Regions from separate parts of the Mus musculus genome. Here regions 1 and 3 are each linked to region 2. A link is a contact called in public Hi-C and promoter capture Hi-C data. All regions are on one chromosome and are shown on one strand. The core of a region is the stretch at or near the end of the contact, and the rest is flanking DNA. Distances in the headings are between cores, read along the strand shown. Region 1 holds the start of Hint3 (histidine triad nucleotide binding protein 3). Region 2 holds the start of Tpd52l1 (tumor protein D52-like 1). Region 3 holds the start of Trmt11 (tRNA methyltransferase 11).

Region 1 (4,361 bases), core at 882-3,381, 830 kb before region 2:
CTAACATGCTTACATGCCTGGCAAGTTCTGGTAGTTCACTGAGCTACACCTCTGGCCAGTTTTTCTTTTTTCTTTCCTTTTGGGGTTTTCAAAACAAGGTTTCTTTGTGTAGCTCTGACTATCCTGGAGCTTGTTGGCCTCAAACTCAGAAATCTTCCTGTCCCTGTCTCCCAAATGCTGGGATGAAAGGTATGTGTCACCACCACCAGGCTTCTTTACAGTATGACTTCCCAGAGCAAAATACTGAAGAGAAGCCAATTGTCTCTAACTCAGAAACAATGTTGGTAAAACTATAAAATAAAGCACTGAATGCCTATTAAAAGGAATGTAAAGAATTACTACTGCTATGAAATTATTTCTAGGCTAGTCTTTTTTTTTAAAGCACAAAACAGAAAAAGCTACCCTGTGTAATGTTCTACTATGCTGTTCCAGTTGTAATTTTTATAGACTATTCTAGGACCTGCTTCAACAGTTCCTCCAATATTTCCTAACAAATAATTCTCAAAAGTTAATTTTTATATAGCTACAATAATTTCTTCCCAGTAACTGTCCCCTTATATCTAAAACAAGCAAGTCCATTTGAAAGAGCATCTTAAAGCCATGGTATCTAAGGTGTTAACAATTTTAATTAGCAAAAGAGCAATTAAATCAGCTAATATTGCTAAGTATGAATTCAGGCATAGCAACACTTCTGTGGGTTCTCAAACATTGTTTCATTTTTCGATTCTAAGAGCTAGCTAGCTTTCTTTCTTTCTTTCTTTCTGTTTTTGTTTGGTTTGTTTGTTTGTTTGTTTTTGTTTTGTTTTTCAAGGGATTTCTCTGCATAGCCTTAGCTGTCCTTGAATTCACTGCATTGACCAGGTTGGCCTCCAACAGAGAGATCTTTCTGCCTCTGCCTTTCTGAGTGCTGGAATTAAAGGCATGTACCACTACCACTCAGCTATTTCTAAGAGCCCCTTAAAAATAATTCGTATCAATGCCATGAGACTCATACACAAAGAGTAAGACACTGCCCTTGGTACTGGTAAGCCCCCTGCTAAGAATATGTGATATGCCCTTTGCTTAAATGAATTCTAAAAATACAGTAAGAAAACCATACAGAGATCTGTGAGGCAAAGAATCATCTCTGACTTTTGTTGGAAAGATTCCTCAAACAAATTCTTCATGATGCTGGCAACCCTGATTATACCAAAACAAATAATTTCCTCTGCTCTTATTTGTATAATTATATATCAACAACTTATATAAGTGCAATCATTTCCTGTGTTTACAATGAATATATGTGTAATAAGAATTTTAAATGCAAGATGATAAATCTCTCTCAAAAGATTAACTCTTTATGAAGGATGATGAGATGTAAAAATGTTAGACCCAGGGGAAAGGGAGAGTTTTCTGGAATTTCCAGGCATGACATGACTGTTGCTCTCCCGATCTCGCAGCAAGTATGATTAACTACACTTGATCTGCACAGGTTTGAACCCTGTCGAGATCTTGTAACGAAAAGGGGAGTAGTTCATGAGGCTCTCACGGTAGATAAGGAAGATTCTTACAAGCTATTAACTGTAAGTATCAGTTCGACTTCAGACCCAGTCCTGAAACCCCATTCCAGCCCATTTCAGTCAAATTCACACTTCTTCACCACGTCCAAGACCTGTTTTCAGCAAGTTGTACGCTCTCTAACGATACTGGAAGAATACATAATTTTAAAATTACTATCTAGAGAAGAGGAAGACTCCCTAAAATAAAAGTAAAGACACAGGATGCTGCTGTGTTGCAAATGCATGCGAGGGAGGCGAGAATGCTGGGCTCTATCACTGCTATCTCTCCCTACTGAACAGCAAAGGCAACACTGGAGACCTCTGGGTCCCTGACAGAAGTCAGTCACTGTTTAGTTCGTCTGCAGAGACAGAAGCCTGCGAGCAGGGATTGGATGCCTGGTCCCCACCCACCCGGCCTGTCGCCGCCCACCTCACAGTGAAAGAGTTCAGTTTTGGGTTCCTGACCCGCCGCCACGCGGCAGAACACGCAGTTGCTGTCATAGTTCCAGGACTCCGAGGTCCCAGGCGAGGACCCCTCGGGATCCGGCTCTCCGACCAAGCCCGCTTGCTTCTCAGCCATGGCGGCCGAAAGGCGACGTCAGGATCAGCTGAGGTGCGCAAGGCCCGCCTCGGGCGGATGCACCTGGAATCGCCGCCCTAGGGTGGCCCGCCTAGTGACACGGAGTCTGCGCACGCGCAGGGCCAGACTCTGGGTATGGGACACACCAGATAGCTCGGCCTCTAAAAGGGCGACGATCAGAGGGCAAGCCCGGCGCTCCGTGATGACGAAAGCAGCGCAGCCGCAGGAGCCCACTGCTCAAAGGCGTTTTCTGACGGGAAGACCTATCCAGGGGTTGGTAACATTCATCTAAAGTGTAAAGGATATTGCTTTCACGTCCCTATAGTGTATTACACTCCCGTTACAAAAGAAAAAGAGTATAGAAATTCGATTCTTTTAAGGGTATGAGAGGATGAGTCAAACGTATAGAGAGCCTTGTTTGGCAAAGTGAAATTTCCGAGTTTCCTGTGTACTTACTTGTTCAGCCACAGTAATTTTAGGATCTGAAACCAAACCAAACAAACAAACCCGGCCAAATTGGTCTCTACATGTTTGCTTTTGTTTATAGTACAATGTAAATCGAAAGGGTCTCCTATCACACATATGTCATATGGAGAGAAAAGGTAGTAATTGAGAAATTCCCTGCCAGGTCACCTGATTCATTGTAACAATTTTCTCTTGTATTCCCGGCTATTTAGGAAAGAGAGGGAGAGAAACCCTTTGGGAACAATCATGCGCGGAAAAGTATCAGTTCTTAAGTATGATGTGATCTCACCTTTTTACAATACATGGCATTTGCTGAGCACCAAATACTCTGTTTCTCTAATTGTGAAAACTCCCAAGGTTGATTATTTTATTACAGGTCTACAGAAAGAGACAGATTCAGACTTATTTTCTTACCACTTACCCAAATGATAAAATTCAAATAAATGTCTAGTTCTAGAACCCATAATAACACTTAGTGTGACTTTAAACTCAGTAGTGATTTTAAGTGAATTATCTTGTAATCTGAAACAGTAACGTAAGTTAAGTAAGAGTACATGCACATTCACGTTGCATTTAATTCCCTTTGTAGTTAACCATATGGTGTGCAATCATGACAATAGCTTCTCAGATCATCACAAGTTTGAGGCAGGACTCAGAAGCAGAAAATTTGACTTTGACACATTTAAATATTATCATGTTCCATGTCTGTTCTTACACTTTCATATCACGCTGCTTTTTTATGGTGTGTGTATGCATGCACACACACAGTAGCTGTATGTCTTTATCCATGTAGGTACTTGAGTACTTGGGCTGCCTCTTGGGCCATGGTGGGGGGGGGGGTGATCTGTAGATGCCTTTCATAACTGCTTGTTTGATATTGAAAGCTTTTGAGTTGACTTTGGCTTTGGTAAGGACAGGAGTTTCATCCTTTATTCTTGGTGCTATCATAGTGGAAATGTTCCCATAGACATTTCACAACAGTCTGATGAATAAAAGAATGATTTTCAGATCCCACGGGAAAACACTTTTGAGTTATGAGAGTTGCACAGTCACAAACAGAAGTGCTTTTTTAGTAAAGGCTATGAGTGGTAAGGGTCAGGAGCCTTGTATGGGGGCAGGTGGGGATGGCTATAACAAACACCAGAGCCTGATATTGTGAATTAAGCATTTAGGGCCCTGTCTGTATGCTTCCATATGGGTGTTGTCTTGGGATAGATGTTTGCACACAGTTATTATAGGGCAAAAGTTTTTCAGTTCTCTCTTCCTTGACAAAATGTTTCTTCCTCAGTAAGGCCAACTCTGACTAACCTTGCAACCGTGGTCTAGCCCCTTCCTTCCTCTTTAGCTTTCTCTATTTTTTTTCTATTGCAAGTCCTTTCCCACATACTTAAAATTATATAGTAGCATGCTACATATATGTTAACCCTATGCATTTAACTTAGGGTATATATTTATTTTTACTCCTTCATCTCCAATGAGTGCAGTCTCTACAGAAATTATCTTTTGTTCCTGTTCATATATGTACCAGCAGTAACTCTGCTACTCTATAGTAGTCAAGGACTACAATAAGAATTTTTGGTCTAATAACTGGAAGGCTGAAGCTGCCATTTACCAAGGTGAAAAACTGTGGGACTAACAGATGTGGGATGGTCAGGGAAGATCAGGCATCCTGTTCTGGGCATGTTACTTTGAGATGCTATATCAACTGAGCTGATGGGTATAGGCTGTTTATCGTTGTAAGAGTTCTAAAACGCTTAATGTCTTAGACCAAAAAGGTT
Region 2 (4,227 bases), core at 225-2,724:
CTGCCCTCATTCGAGCTGCTTTTGCCCTTAGAATGCATGAGGTCGTGAATCTCTTTACTTCATTTGAAGAAAAAAAAAAGCATTATGTATTTAAAAGGGCACCACAAAATTCCTCAGTGCGAGGAAAGGTGGTCATGATGGCATTAATGCAAACCATTCCTTCTGAGTGCTGCTTCCAAAGTGAATTTCCGAGAGCTTTCGTCCTCCCTGTCCCTCACTCCACATAAGACCATCTCTGGGCTGATGAGATGGCTCGGCAGGTAAAGGGCCTGCTCTAAACTGACTGCTCTTCCGAAGGTCCTGAGTTCAAATCCCAGCAACCACATGGTGGCTCACAACCATCCATAATGAGATCTGACACCTTCTTCTGGTGTGTCTGAAGTCAGCTACAGTGAACTTAGGTATAATAATAATAATAATAATAATAATAATAATAATAATAATAATAATAAAGGCAATCTCTGATCCTTTCTAAGATCCCTTTACTCTTATTTTGAATGATCCTAGAGTTCTCTGGATTCCTCCAGCGAACACCCTGAGCACGGAGAGCAGGTGACCAACCCTCAATTAAGGCAGGCACTGGGTGCGGCTGGGGTGGGGGGTGAGGTGGGGTGGGGTGGGAAAGCGACTCTTCTAAGAACACGAAAAACTGGGATAGGGTTATCAATCTGGATGTCGGGGGCGGGGTTGGGGGTTGGGGGGAAATGTGAAGCTCTCTTGCCTTTGAAGGCCAATCCTCCCACGCTGCAGCCCTCGAATAGCAGGGACACTGAGTCTCCACAAAACCACCACCTCTCGGGTCCGCGTCACCCCCGCCCGCATTTGTGAACTGCAAGAGGTGAGCCCCAAGGCCGGAGTCCAGAAGATCCGGCTCTCCCCACGCCTCCCCGGGAAGAACAGCGCAGACATCCGGAGCCTGAACAACAGGTCCTTTGAACACCTTCCAGGACGAGGAAGTATGGCCCACTGACTGCTGGAAGGGATAGTGCAGACAAGGACACAATCCCTGCAGACCCGCTACTCTGTTTTCAGTCCTCAGCCCTTCCCTGGTCCCCAGCCCCACCGCAAAATCTGAGTCAAGCAAAGGATCCCGAAGGCGCGCGTAGGCGCAGAGTTCCGTCTGCGTAGGATGTCCCTGTCTGTCCCGGAGTAAAGTTAGGTACTGAAGGAAAATAGTCTCTCTGTACATCTGAGGACCAGACCTCGGGGGCGACCGGCGACCACCCACCTTGTGCCTGCGCCTCCATGGTGGCCGGTTTGGAGCTGAGCACCGCGGAGAACACGCGGACTCCTCGCAGAGCAGCAGATGGTAGCGATTCCCGAGCTCGGAAGACAGCTAGCCCCGCCGCCCGTGCCCTCTCCCGGCGCGCGTGTCGCGAGCATTCGTGGAGGGGGCGGGGTACTGGCGGCGGCCACCACTGGCCGCTGCTGGTTACCTCCGCCCCTTCCAATCCACCTAGGCTACACAGCGCAACCGAGAACGCCAGGTCGGGCGCCACCTGCCGGCCGCTCTGCGCACCCAGTGGGAGGCTTCCCCTCCAGCACACAAACGCGCAGACAACCAACACCATAGCCCAGAAGCCCACAAGACACAAATGCCTTGGCAGGAAGGAGGTAGGGAGCGCAGGGGTACAATGCTGAGCCATTGGTCCTGGTGGAGACAGTCAGGTTAGGTTCCTGGGCGCCCCAGTACCATATTCTTTTTGTCAACTGACCATTATATAACTTTGTTATATGCCCATTTATAGAACCCTTACTTAATGTAATTGGCTCATTTAACATTGAGCATACAGTGCTCGGACAAAAACACAGTTTATTAAGGTTATGTAATGTGTATACTTCTTCTATAAAGTTCATCACACTATATTGCACTTAGGGTGTTGGGCATGAATCTAGTTTGAAACGAAACTGGGCAGTGCTGGCGTGGGGGGTAGGGGCTGCAATATTTTGAGATTTTTGTTTACTCCAACAGGCAGAAGAAAAACTGAGTTTGGTGTTACAAGCAAATCCGAGTGAAAAGTGACAAAGGAACATGGAGCCTAAGACACATTAATAGGACATGTGTCTTGTTATCCCGAGCCTGTAGGCTGTGTCACTAGATTGGTGTAGGAGTCCTTTTCAGAGAAGACTAAAACTTCAGTCCTGTGTCAAGGCTTGTCTGCTGGTGTAACTGGAAAGCTAACAGTATGAATGGGCGCTCACACGTCACCCCCACCAGTCTCTACGTACTTCCTTTTCCTCAGCGTCTCACAAACTTCATGAAACAGTCTAGCATTTTCTTATGCTTGGTGTTACATAATTTGCAATTTTGCGTGAAAGGGTGTCATTCTCTTTCTCTATAAAATAGATGGGGGAGTCTGGTGAGATTGAAGGTGTTTATTATATTAAATCTCCTGTAATTTCTGCCAAAGAGCCTCAAGTAGATTTACACTCAGGAAAGATAGTGATTAATCAATCAAAAAGTCGTATTTTTACCACACCCAAGTTACTCTCAAAGTTACAGGATAAAATACAAAAATGGGTGTCCTTTCCCTTGAAAGAAAGAATACTGGTGGTTTTGTGGCATGCACACGAGCATGCCAGTGGTTTGGGTTGGGTGGTTTGTCTGTTTGTTTTTCTCAGTTTTGTGTTGAAGATCTCATAGGTATGTAATCAATTTCATGACATTTACCCTATAATGACTTTTAGTGAAAGTTACCAGGCAGGTACAAAGTGGCTACTGGATGATGAAATCACTTTTAGAGTCTATTCAGGTTTTCTGGTCGTCTTAATCCTAGAAATTAAACACCAAGTCACAACAGTTGACTCCCAGCTGTTAAAAGCTAAAAATAGCTCCTGACTTTTCATCTTAGGCCACCTACTTTCATCTGGCTCATTTCTGATTGCTAAAACTTTAAGCTACTGCCCCTTTAACATTTTGACCATTTTTTTTTAAATAATCATAAGACTTGGACATTCATTCCTTGCAACAGGGATTTGGCTAGATTCCAAGGCTATAAGTGAAGGGCACAATTCTCCCTTTCAAGGGGTTCATGACCTATTGAAAAGGAAGGATAAACAGATCCTTCATGAAGCAGTGAAGGCACTGAGAGCTGTGCGAGGCAAAGGCAGAACCTGCGTTCACCACCAAAGACCCCTCAAGTCAGACCCTGGTGAGGAAATGTGTTTCATGTCCTCTAAATCTTGAAGGATGACAAAGTAGCTAGGTAAATAGCCGTTACTTTTTACTGTCACTGTAGTCAGATACCAGACATGAAGCAACTTAGGGGAGAAGAGCCCAATTTTGTCTCAAGGTATGAGGGGTCACAGTAGGTGGTGGCAGAGACAGTATGGCAGTGGTTGTGTATATGGCTGCATCAGGAAAGCTTGAGGTTGCTTGCTTACACTTCAGCAGACCAGGAAGAGAGGAGAGGGACTGGGTGGAAGGAGGGAGAAAGAGGAAGAGAGAGGGGGAAAGAGGAAGAAAAAGACAGAAGGAGGGAGGAAGGAAAACAAAGACAGAGAAGGAAGGATGGGAGAGGGGAAGGAGGAAAGGAGATATAGAGAAGGGAGGGGAGGGAAGAAAACAGAAAGGAAGAGAGGGACTGGAGGAGAGGGAGAATGAGGAAAGGAGAAAGACAGACAGACAGACAGACAGACAGATGTGGCTTGGCTGTACTCCACAAGACCTCCCTTCCTCATTCCTTTCCTGCAGTGTGAGCTTGTGTGTCCTCTCAAATCAGCAATATTAGCTAGAGACTAAGAGTTCAAACACATGAACTTCTGGGTTTTTTAAAAAAGATTTATTTATTTTATGAATATGAGTACAGTGTTGCTGTCTTTAGACTCACACCAGAAAAGGGCATCAGATCCTATTACAGATGTTTGTGAGCCACCATGCAGTGCTCATAACCATTGAGTTTTATCTTCAAACCAAAGCACAGCCATGCTGTGGCTTAGCTGAGAGAATGTGATTCCAGGCAATGCCTAAGACGTAATCCTTCCTTCTCCTTTTCACTTGCAATCATGGAATTCTTCTTGAAAGTTTAAGCAAACAAGTCTTTTTAGTGGCCATACCTGGAACACAACACACAGACATGAGATTGAGTCAATGAATTCTTGCCCTCTCTGTGAGACTCCTTCTGAAGAGGTGATGGTATAGTGGATAGCATCTATAGCCAAGGGAAGGTGAGCTGGCCTGAAGCAGCTCTAGGCCTTCCATAATGCACAGTGCTGAAGGTGCTCATG
Region 3 (4,519 bases), core at 1,033-3,532, 850 kb before region 2:
AGTAAATAAAATAGTCAACAATAAAAAAATAGAATGAATTATTAAACATGATTTGAAGATGTTTGAAAAAGAAATAATTAGCTAGGGAGCATAATTGTGAGTTTGAAACGTGTAAGGACATGGCTAACCTTTCAGTGTAGTAATAAAACTAGAAAGAGTTAACACCAGTTTTGTTTGTTTTTAAGATTGTCATATAACCAAGGCTGCCTTGACTTCTCGATTCACCTGCCTCCACTTCACAAACGCTGGGATTACCGGAGTGTACCACTATACCTGCCCAGAGTGAACATTTTAAATGTAACATGCATGTCATGAGGAAATTTGATCAAATGCATACATCCTTCAGGCAACCTCTTTGTTCTGATAAACACAGATTGACTGTAAAAATACCTTGCTTTGTCACACTGACCAATTGCTTAAATAAGATATAGCAAGTGAACTCTATCCCTCCACATTGGCCCTATGAGGAAGTAACTAAGAAGATAAGTGTCCCCGATGCTGGTTGCCAACACTCTCCTTCCCTCCCTTCCAGAAGGTCTTTACACCATGACCATGGCCATCAGGAGGGAGTGATACCATCACTTCCTACTCCAAATCACAAACAATGGGAGATGTGAGCAACAAATGCCACCTCTAGTTCTCTTTGGGTATGTATGCATCAAGTTGTTTCTTGTACTAGAAGGTGTTTGGTTTTAGCAAGAATTGGGGGTGAATGGTGAAAATAAATTGCATGGATATCCCAGAATGAAAAGATGTGTAAGAGGTGGGGACAGAACCTCCATCTTAGCCACAAAACACATACACTCACTCCTACTCATCCCCGTAAGGAGGAGGAAACCTCTGTCCTTATGTCTGACATGTTGCATGTCTCCTGCCAGTTTTCCTTTAATGTCCAAGCTTCCAAGCATCTGTACTTGGCCTAGCACTTTTTTTTTAAAACCTGTGGGTACACTCACAAAAGTAAGGGAGGCCTTGTGCCAACGGAGGCCAGAAGTGTAGGCACCCCTGGAGCTGGGGTTACCAATGGCTGTAGGCAGTATCCTGACACAGCTGCTGGGCGCCAAATTCAGGTCCTCTGGAAGAGCAGTGTTCGTAACCAGTGAGCCAACTCTCCAGTTCCAGTGTCTCACCACTCTTTAAACATGAAGTTGAAGAAATCTCATCCTTTCCAGGTTTTCTTACGCAGAAAAATGAAATGCTTATCACAATCTAGATTTGTTCTCACCTCCTACATTGCCACTCTATCCTGTTCTCTTACTGCTGACACTAGATTAGTTTCTTAATCATTTAATATTCCAACAGATTCTTATTAACTCCAGTCTTATTGCTCTCGAGTCCTTCCTTCATTTTACTTTCTATTAAAAAACAATCTAATTCTGCCTCTTTACTTTTAAACTGTTTAATTCCTCTTCCAAGCTATAGTGTCCTCAAGTCTGTTTTCTCTGGTCCATCAGCCTACTTCTCTCTCTTTACCACTCTGCTACGTAGCTGGTGACGAGCAACGAACAACAGTTTATACTTCTAATGGACTTATTTCCTTGGCCCCGGTAACTAATACTGTAGCTCATATGTCACCCCCACCTTGAAAGGCAACATCCTTCATTCATCAATGGACAAAGATTCCCTTTTTAAAAGGCCCCCATACTTTAAAGGTTCCCACTAAGAACCCTCCATCATTGCACTTCACAAAGTTATGGCTATGCTCTCGCGTCCGCTAGTCCTGAGCCTAAGTAAACATTACGCTCTTTAAGGGCAGAGCTGTCAGTCAGCGCATCCTTGCCGTTCGGTGCACGCGACTTCAGGCGCTGTAGAAAATGTCACTTGAGTAAATAAAAAAGCTTCCCCCTCCCCAACTTTATTAAGTTCCACCCCAAGCCTTCCATCATGCCTGAACCTATATCGACACTCCTCACACTCCACCGAGAGCCCCCATGGATGTCTCCATTCTGCGTCGGGTCAGGTTCACCTGCTTAACTGCGGCGCCAGGAGCACGTGCAGAGGGGTGAATGGCAAGGCTCCGTCCTGGAGAAAGGCTGCCGGGGACATGGTCCGCCCAGCGGCCTCATCCCCGCCCCAATCCAGGCGCGCGCCGCTGCCCGCAGAGACCCCCCCCCCCCCCAGCCGGCGCGTGAGGAGTGCGAGCCTCTGCGCCCAGCACCCAGGACGGCTCACCGGTAAGCGGAACTCCAGATGCTCCTGTGCCATGAGCAAGAGATAGCGATTCAAGGAGCCCGGCAGCGCCATTGCAGCTACTACCGTGCGCCTGCGCGGCCTCCACGGGCCCGCCCCCTCCTCCTCCTCCCTAGAGCCAAGTTTCCGCCGAGCCTCATCCCGGAGCCGGAAACGGAAGCACGACAAGGAACACTGGCGGGTGGCACTTTCTAGGAAGGGGCGCTAAGGGCAAGAGTGAGATCCTGGTGTTCCCACCGTCTGTGGCTACCCTAGCACGCTCCCCTTGTGAGATGCATTGTTTTAAGAGGCAGGCTGCAGTGATCCCGCGCAGTTCCCCAGGGATACTCCACTTGGAGTGTTCTTCTGACTCCTCCCTCTGTTCTTCAGCTCAAAACTGGACCAAAACTTCACTGTTAAGTGTAGACTCTTAATCGTTCGAGATTCAGCCTCACCTGCTTGAACACTGAGTGTACTTTTAGTGATTTTGCAAAAATTTTTCAAGAGCTGTCAAGGACCCATCTCGGGTTGCTCTGTATGGAAACAAACAAACAAACAAAAGCCTTCCTCAGACTTGCACTCCGTAATTATGCTATGTTGTTCCAGGCACACAGTAAATCCACAGCCAGTGGTAGATTAAAAACATTGGTGAAAGTTACCCTAATTACTCAGATGGGCCTAATACCATAACAGTTTGCAAGAGACATGGCTACCTATACATAAGCTCGACAAGTATCATTTCTGCTCAAAGTACTGAACCCTTTGTACTGCTGAGGCCTGTATTTTTGGGTTTTGTGTTCCACCTTGGTAATGCACAGCATATACAAGTATCCTGTGCCAGAAATATAGTTGATGCTTATTGGTAGTGATCAAGACAGCCAGCACACAGACAGTGGTGACCCTTGTTACCCAAACCTCAGTTCCATTTATTATCCCTATGCTCTCAGCGAATTTTGTAACATCTGTGAGCTTCAATATTCTTTTAAGAACTGGAGTATTGCATCCTACAGATAATAGCTATAAGTACTAGGTGTTACAATATTCAAACTTCAACGTATACTCTATTGCATGGGACCAATAAATAGCATTGGGAAATGTTTTTTGTTGTTTTAAATGAGAATTTCTGCTTTTTTTTTTTAAAGAGAGATTTGCCTTTGTTAGTGTTGTTAAAAATCCTTTCACTGAGGACAATGTAAGCAACAGCAACCATGTCTACCAAAATCCCAAGAACAAAACAAGGCACATTATCACCAAAGTTCACTCCAATGAGCAATGAGTTTATTGGGTTTCCTTCTAGAGAATCGATGAGGACTCACTCACCTGGCTATGGGCACTCCTACCCTAACAGGATACACCTGAAAAGCTTTACCCAGCAGTGAGATGGGCCAAGGAGATGGATAGACGTTGACTTCCCAGCATTCCCACTCTCTAGTGTAGTACCTACAAACCAGCTACAAGGACTTTCTGTTGGATCTATCTGCCTTTCTGGGTTCTGACTCTGAAGGAAGTACTACTATAATCACAAGAGCCAAATCCTTAACACTATCGAGCCCCTCTCCTTGAACCCCGCCCTCCTCCCCCCCCCCCCCCCCCGTCAAAATAAAAATCATTCTGATAATTAAAAGGTAAGTTATTTTAGTTGTTAGAATAATACTCAAAAATGTAAGAACACTTTTACAAACGACTACATAAATGAAAATTCAGTAAAATATTAAGTTAATTTTTGTTTAAACTAGTTTTCATATATTCCAGACTGACCTAAAACTGTCAAGCTCTTCACCCCTCCCCCTCCTGAGAGTTGAAATTATAGGCCTATGCACAACACCTAGTTTAGGATTTCTCTTCATTTGCATTTATGAAACTTGACTAGAAAACTAACACAGATATGCAGTTATTGCTGGACTTTATAACTGACCATATCTTTTTTTTTTTTTTTTAAAGATTTATTTATTATATGTAAGTACACTGTAGCTGTCTTCAGACACTCCAGAAGAGGGAGTCAGATCTCGTTACGGATGGTTGTGAGCCACCATGTGGTTGCTGGGATTTGAACTCTGGACCTTCGGAAGAGCAGTCGGGTGCTCTTACCCACTGAGCCATCTCACCAGCCCCTGACCATATCTTAACAGTATCATCATGAACAAGAATGACACCCACAGACTCATATGTCCGAGTACTTAGTCACCAGGGAGTGGAACTGTGTGAAAACGATTAGGAAAACTAGGGGTGGCCTTAATGAAGAAGAGTGGAGGAAGTGTGTCACTAAGAGTGGGCTTTGAGCTTTCAAAAGCCCAGAACAGACAGTGTCTCTTTCTGCCTTTGGATCAGGATACATGTCTCATCTACAGCT

What was found. Promoter capture Hi-C pulls out the DNA fragments that hold promoters and counts their contacts. Hi-C and Micro-C count contacts between places; a contact is called where the count stands out from the background.
Region 1: a promoter capture Hi-C map of stem cell-derived epiblast-like cells shows a contact between it and region 2, with 2.7 times the contacts expected there. The contact joins the promoter of Hint3 here to the promoter of Tpd52l1 in region 2. A contact is called at or near these places in 13 of 39 promoter capture datasets (the 3T3-L1 cell line, cranial neural crest, embryonic stem cells and 5 more), 2 of 484 Hi-C or Micro-C datasets (embryonic fibroblasts and embryonic stem cells) and 6 of 115 datasets of contacts at active chromatin or transcription factors (astrocytes, embryonic hindbrain, embryonic stem cells and 2 more).
Region 3: a Hi-C map of muscle stem cells shows a contact between it and region 2, with 2.5 times the contacts expected there. The contact joins the promoter of Trmt11 here to the promoter of Tpd52l1 in region 2. A contact is called at or near these places in 2 of 39 promoter capture datasets (the 3T3-L1 cell line and cranial neural crest) and 1 of 484 Hi-C or Micro-C datasets (muscle stem cells).

Annotation. Positions count from the first base shown.
Region 1 is chr10:30,616,235-30,620,595 of GRCm38.p6, forward strand. Hint3 (histidine triad nucleotide binding protein 3) reads right to left here and starts at 2,132. Exons shown (of 5, transcript NM_025798.3): 1 at 1,969-2,132. The coding sequence starts at 2,118.
Region 2 is chr10:31,444,484-31,448,710 of GRCm38.p6, forward strand. Tpd52l1 (tumor protein D52-like 1) reads right to left here and starts at 1,475. Exons shown (of 8, transcript NM_001359364.1): 1 at 1,229-1,475. The coding sequence starts at 1,247.
Region 3 is chr10:30,598,418-30,602,936 of GRCm38.p6, forward strand. It overlaps Trmt11 (tRNA methyltransferase 11), which reads right to left and starts at 2,283. Exons shown (of 13, transcript NM_028604.3): 1 at 2,173-2,283. The coding sequence starts at 2,244.